Linked DNA regions of Bicyclus anynana: region 1 is linked to region 2. Evidence: chromatin contacts called from public Hi-C data. All regions are on one chromosome and are shown on one strand. Each heading gives the region's core, a stretch centred on a gene start, on an enhancer-like site or on the middle of the called end of the contact. The rest is flanking DNA. Distances are from core to core; before and after follow the strand shown.

The links. Hi-C and Micro-C count contacts between places; a contact is called where the count stands out from the background.
Region 1: a Hi-C map of whole larva shows a contact between it and region 2, with 4 times the contacts expected there. The contact joins the enhancer-like site here to the promoter of LOC112048345 in region 2. A contact is called at or near these places in 2 of 2 Hi-C or Micro-C datasets (whole body and whole larva).

Annotation. Positions count from the first base shown.
Region 1 is chr23:10,385,286-10,388,657 of ilBicAnyn1.1, forward strand. LOC112047137 (paired box protein Pax-6) reads left to right here. Exons shown (of 11, transcript XM_052888635.1): 11 at 1,497-3,143. The coding sequence ends at 1,585. Among protein-coding and RNA genes, the nearest start is that of LOC112047113, 18 kb to the right of the region's middle. Within about 2 kb of position 1,661, at least 8 of the 8 cell types and tissues checked have open chromatin away from gene starts, as enhancers often do.
Region 2 is chr23:10,228,904-10,232,215 of ilBicAnyn1.1, forward strand. LOC112048345 (torso-like protein) reads right to left here and starts at 1,511. Exons shown (of 7, transcript XM_052888639.1): 1 at 1,154-1,511. It overlaps LOC128199376, which reads right to left. Exons shown (of 4, transcript XM_052888625.1): 3 at 3,117-3,312; 4 at 1,687-1,923. The coding sequence ends at 1,920.

The sequences.
Region 1 (3,372 bases), core at 411-2,910, 160 kb after region 2:
AAGGATTTAAGCTTGTGGAGTTTGTTTGCCCATTAACTTATTCATGTAAAGAGACTCATCACACTCAGTACACGTAGGTACTTTTCAGTACGATTTAATTTTAACTAACTTGCGTTTTCTACGTAAACGAGATACAAATATGCATGAAGACAAAATAGTCTCAACATTATCGCTTGTTAATTATAGGGCATTTATTCAGTCACCTTCAATGGTGTTCGATCGCCATTTTCATCAATGAATTTCGATCTTTACATAGTATAGTCGTTCGTGGTAGTCAGTAGTTTCACATAACTGATGTTGTCCAAATCTATATACTTCCTAGACATTATGTAAGTTATTATGTAAGTTTGCTAGCTAAGGTACATTTCATTGTACGTCGGTTCTTATAGTCAAAACGACTTTTTGTAAAAATGATATAATATTATGTTATTCTATTGATATTATTATACGTATACATAACGATGATAGAAGAATTTCAGAATAGATAACTTGCTATGATGGTTAGTAACAATAATAATTGTAGATAACCATATAAGGTAGTTCACTGAAATACGCATAAGTGCAATCAGTCCCTAAGACTACTTAGGGAGGTATTTATAAAGACAATTTAAAGTAACTAGGTAATTGAATTTACTAAAATTATGAATAATTTCATTAACGTGCCCACCCACTAAATGCCTAGGTACGCTACTTAAGTTAAATGGATTGCCCATTGAGTTCAAGTTTCTAATCTATCTACAAACTAAAATTTACTTATTTTAGCGATTCATTGCAATTACTATACACTTTAATAATTCATTTACTGGGTGCTCACAATACTTAATAGGTAGGTACTTCTCGTATATAGCTAATTGCAACTGCCCCGCTAGTCCAGTGGTTAGCCTATGTGGCTTCAGATCATGAGATTCTGGGTTCTACTAGCCTTGGATCGAGCTACGATATATTAGGTTTTCTTTCTTTCAAAAAAATTTTGATAATAAATCTGAGGTTTATAAATTGTTGTTGTTACCACCCTGCAGACGCCGAGAGCTCTTTAAGCTGCCGGTTTCTGGTCATTATCTAAAGTCTGATATCTATTTGTGATGATGATCATTGCAAGAGTAAAAATTACCGTTACCGTTAAATTAGTAAATAGGTAGACTCACCTGATTGTAAGTGATGATGCAATCTAAGATGGAAGCGGGCTAACTTGTTAGGAAGAGGATGAAAATCCACAGCCCTTTTAATTTCTACATGACATCGTACCGGAACGCTAAATCGCTTGGCGGTACGTCTTTGCCGGTAGGACAGTAGCCACGGCCAAAGACTCCAACGAGCCAGACCTGGACCAATTAAAAAAACCTCAATCGGTCCAGCCATGATCGAACCCAAGACCTCCGTCTTGTAAATCAACCGCTCATACCACTGCGTCACTGCGTTAAATTGGATGACACGCGATAAATATCTGCAACATATTTAAATTACAGTTTAATAATATTGCTTCCCCTCTTCCGTAGGTGTGATATCGGCGGGCGTGAGCGTCCCTGTGCAAATACCTTCGCAGGGGCCGGACCTCGCGTCGAATTATTGGGGACGGCTTCAGTGATCTCAGCTATTCGGGTTCCCGCATCGACTGCTCTCGATGCCTGAGAACCCGACCACCGTGCCCGAGTTGCCATCTAGCGGCGACATAGCGCACAACTACGCCGACTCTCACTTGTCTATGAACGCTTTAAACATGACAGCCGGCCATGACAGCGCCGTTTTGGCGGGAGATATGCAAGAGAACTCTGTGTCGTAAATCGAAATCGAACACAAATTGTGAAATAAAGTTAATACGCAATACCCAGTGGTTATTTTTTAGTGTTTTAATGGTGCAACGTATTTATTTGTGTATAGTTTTTGTATTAACGTGTTACGGCTAAGCAACTGATGATGTTCAAATGTAGGAGTAAGTAATGGTCGTACACTTTGAGCTATGTTGCGTTGCTACTCGACATACATACGTTCTTTTAACCTACTCATTTGCTTGCTAATAAACTAGTGTACATTTTTGCAGCATGTTTCATTGTGTATGATCGAATAAATTATAGAGAACAATAGTGGCGTTATTGTAAATATATAGAGCGCCATCTATTGTCGAGTAGAGGAAGTCTCCTCCGCAATTCGTTTTCCTCGACATGAAATTAAATGTAAATTGTTTGTGCCAACGTTTGTAATAATTGAGTGTTCCACGCCCTATGCGAGTTCCAACCCTTTCATTTCTTTGATGTATGCAATGGGGGTGCAAAATGTTAATGCTGTATAGAAAAACGTGGCAATAAGCTTCGTTACAACGATTTGTTTCTCACCCCTGCATCGGGGCAAATTGTCACAGACACAGACGAAGCGTGTTTGTATATTTTGTATCATAAATATAAATCAATTGACATTTACCATACATAATTAGTATTTTTAGGGAAGAAAATTTTCAAAAAACAGCCTTCGATTCTTTTATACCTTGGATGCACTAGTTATCGAATACACTGTTCATTGGTAGATAATTAAAGTCCACTTACCTGGCATCAAATTATTTAAGACTCAAAGTAACATATGTTTTTTTAATGCTAAATTGGAAGCAATCAAAAAATTCTAGCTTTGAAAACAAGGTTTTTACCAAACTTTGCATTCAAAGCTACCTACAATTTCTGCTACCCTTGGAATTATGTAAAAAGCCTGTAAATATTATTATTTACTAGCGGACGCCCGCGACTTCTTCCGCCTTTAGACCTTTTTAATCCAGCCCTTACAGTAATATCGCTGTAAAATGGAGTAACTTCTCCCGTTTTCCCAACATTTCCCTTCACTGCTCTGCTCCTATTGATCGTAGCGTGATGAAAAGTATACTATAACCTGCCCAAGAGTATAAATAATAATTGTACTAAGTTTCGTTAAAATCCGTCGAGTAATTTTTGTTCCTATAACGAACATACAGACAGACAAAAAATTTTACTGATTGCATTTTTGGCATCAGTATCGATCACTAATCACCCCCTGATAGTTATTTTGGAAATATATTTCATGTACAGAATTGACCTCTCTACAGATTTATTATAAGTATAGATGAACACAAATGCCTCTAATGGTTATTGTATTTCTAAAACACATTCATGTATACTTTGTTGCATTCTAACTTACATTCGCTTTAAACATGAACTCTACTATGGGCCTCATTAGAAGGCTCAAAATCACTCAGCGGGCGATGGAGCGATCTATGCTTGGAGTTTCTCTGCGGGATCGAATCAGAAATGAGGAGATCCGCAGACAAACCAAAGTCACCGACATAGCTCAGCGAGTCGCGAAGCTGAAGTGGCAATGGGCAGGTCACATAGTTCGAAGAGCCGATGGACGTTG
Region 2 (3,312 bases), core at 261-2,760:
TGCCTAGGTCACAGGGTCCTTTACTCAAGTATCTACGAGTGTCGAGTATAACATTTACCTAACTGGTGTCTTACCTAGATTTTTATGCCTTATAGGTGGAATTCAAAACTAAATAGGTACTTAACTACACGTGCATAAATTACTAGAAATAATTGTACCGAAAGCTTTGATTATATATACGTATAGGTATATAATCAAAGACCGAATGTTATCTTTTCGTATATCGCGCTTTAAGGGAATCTAATTCTAGACTACTAAAGTTGTCTATGTTCTGAGTTGTATGTTGTCTGTTAAAGTTTTCTTTTTAGCCAACTTCGTAGGAGGGAAGAGGAAATAAGGAGGAGGTTCTACGAGTATGTTCTGCTGTGTGTTTGTAAATTAGGTCGTAGGCAATGACATTATAAAAAAGTCGTAGGTAACTAATTCGTTATATTATCTAAAATAGTAAGTATAACCACAGTATACTTATTGTATAAAGTATACTGTGGTATAACAATCTCGAAAAAACCTTGACGTCAAACTTAAGTTACCTACAAACGAAACATGTTTTTTATTAGGTAGGTACCTACCATCCAATGTTTAAGTTTTGAGTGTTCTATTCTGAGTACTTAGAATATAACAAGTAGGGTACCTTACGTAGACGGAGAATTTACTTCTCTGTATACAGTTTAATTTACTAAAATGAGTTTTTGTTTACCTACCCACATAAAATATAGGTACCTACCTACTTACTTATTTATTCGTATAAGATAATGTAGGTACAATACGAGTGATCAGGCTTTATGGCCATATCTAGAAATCGGAACTTGGAAAAAAATTTTTTAAAGTGATTTTTTTTTCTTTTTTCTTTCCCGTATGGAAAAGGCAAAGGTATTATACCGTACAGCCATGTCTTAAATTTTAAAATGATTTGCATAATAAAAAATATAAATTCTTTACACACTTTATGCAAACTTTTTAAAAACATGTTCAAAAATGGAAGAATGAAGAGAATAAAAATAAAAATAGTCCTTAGAAGTTAAAACGGCGTCAATCTTCTCGACAAGTTTCATAAATTGTAAAATATTCAGACGTTCAATCGTGCGCATCTTCAAAGTCAAGTTATTTTTAAGCAAGACAGACCGCGAAGTCGGTAAGTAATAATATAGCTTACCAGTAGTGCAATCCCATCCAATTTCAAAACACCAACACCGATATTTGTTCAATAGACGTTATTAACATCCTTTCATAATTACATAGGTACACTGTTTTATGTCCACACAATAGGATCCCCGCGAGAATACCGCGAAATCACAATAATATCTTATTTATCAAAATAAAGAGGAAACATAACAAGAAAACAGAGAGTAAGACTGTTCACGGCCGCGGTTTGCTTTTAATTATAATAATGTTTCATGCTTGCCACAGAAATCTAAGTTAGCAGTTTGTTTTTTGAAGCCAACTGTTTCGATATTAGTATTTTTAGCGCAAGGTAGCGACACTCCTCCCTCGATTTGTTTCGGTCACTGACTGTTGTTCTGTGAATGCGTCGATTCGATTATGAACTCGACCTGTTTGCTGTTTGACTTGATTTTTTCAACTACTGCACCGTACAACTCTCGACGTTAGTGCTTAATTAATGTGTATTTTTATACAAAATTTTAGTTAAATAACCAAATTAGAATTTACCAAAATGTATATTGTGAATTTAAAACACCGATTACACTTTTATTAAAAAAAATAAAATACACTGCCATCTTTCAAGTGAATCTGGAAACTTGTTGATCTTCAGCCGTGACATGTTGTAGAAGTTCCAATTATTATCACAAGACGCATACGCGTCGTAGTTCTTCTACCGTTGTATAGATGGCAGTTTTCCAGAATCTGTTGCAAAACTTAATAGTTCATGCAGTTCGTCATAGAGGGCGCTGTTATGTATTTTATCTGAAAATATTTAAAATGACAATAAATTATTTATTATATACACTGACTGACGGAAAATTCAAATTGCCATGAACGTATCGTTCCTTGCATATTATTATTTTTAAGAATTAATTTTTCCGGCTCTTTTCTTGAACTTTCAGCAATCTTATTTAACAATTGGATACAATAAAAGGACGTTTATGATGACCTTAAACTTTTTTCTGTCTAGTAAGTATTAATTAAATAAAATAAAAGTTATATTATAAAAGCGAAAATTTGTCTGAATGGTTGTTTGGATGTTTGTTTGAATGTGTGTATGTTTGATTGTTACTCTTTATCGCCGCAACTTTTGCTGAAATTTGCAGCGATTTGGCTGAAATTTGAAATGGAAATAGATTTTACTCTGGATTAACACATAGGCTACATTTCATCATAGATTTGTGAAAAACTAAATTCCACGCGGACGAAGTCGCGGGCCAGTAATAAATATTTAATATTATTTACTTCAAAATCTATACTAAGATATAAAGCTGAAGAGTTTGTTTGTTTGTTTGGTTGAACACGCTAAACTGACTGATTTCAAAAATTCTTTCAATGTAAGATAGCCCAATTTTCGAGCAAGGCTGTATATTATCCCCGTACGGGAACTGATTTGATCAACCCATAATCAGCTCACTGCTGAGCTCAAGTCTCCTCTCAGAATGAGAGGGGTTAAGCCAATAGTCCACCACGCTGGCCCAATGCGGATTGGCAGACTTCACATACGCAGAGAGTTACGAAAATTCTCTGGTATGCAGGTTTCCTCACGATGTTTTTCCGTCACCGTTTGAGACACGTGATATTTAATTTCTTAAAATGCACACAACTGAAAAGTTGGAGGTGCATGCCCCGGACCGGATTCGAACCCACACCCTCCGGAATTGGAGGCAGAGGTCATGTCCACTGGGCTATCACGGCTTATTTAGTAGTATAATTTAATATATCTTTGTTATAGTTATTTTATAACTTGGCATGTTCGTTGATGACACTCTCATGATATGCGTGCGACGGGGGGGAAAGGACTGCGCGGGTGTGAAGTCGTGCGGGCGGGGCAGACGGAAGGACTGCGAGGGTATTGAAGTCGAGCGCGGGGCATCGGTACACCCTCCCGGCCCGCGCGGACGATCGGAAGTGTTACGAACGAATTTGCCAAGCTTTAAGGAATGATCCCTGACCTGCCTCTACTGCTCACTGGTGTACCACTACTGGTAGCTGGGTTACCACCAACAATTCTGATAAATAACGTATCATCTTCATCGTCAGGCTTTTGATCCTGTTGATCTCCGTGCTCAGGTAATTTATTTTCTTCAATATCGTTCTTTTCGTCTAGAAATGTTATGTTTGGTTCATAGATTTCCTGGTTATTTGGTG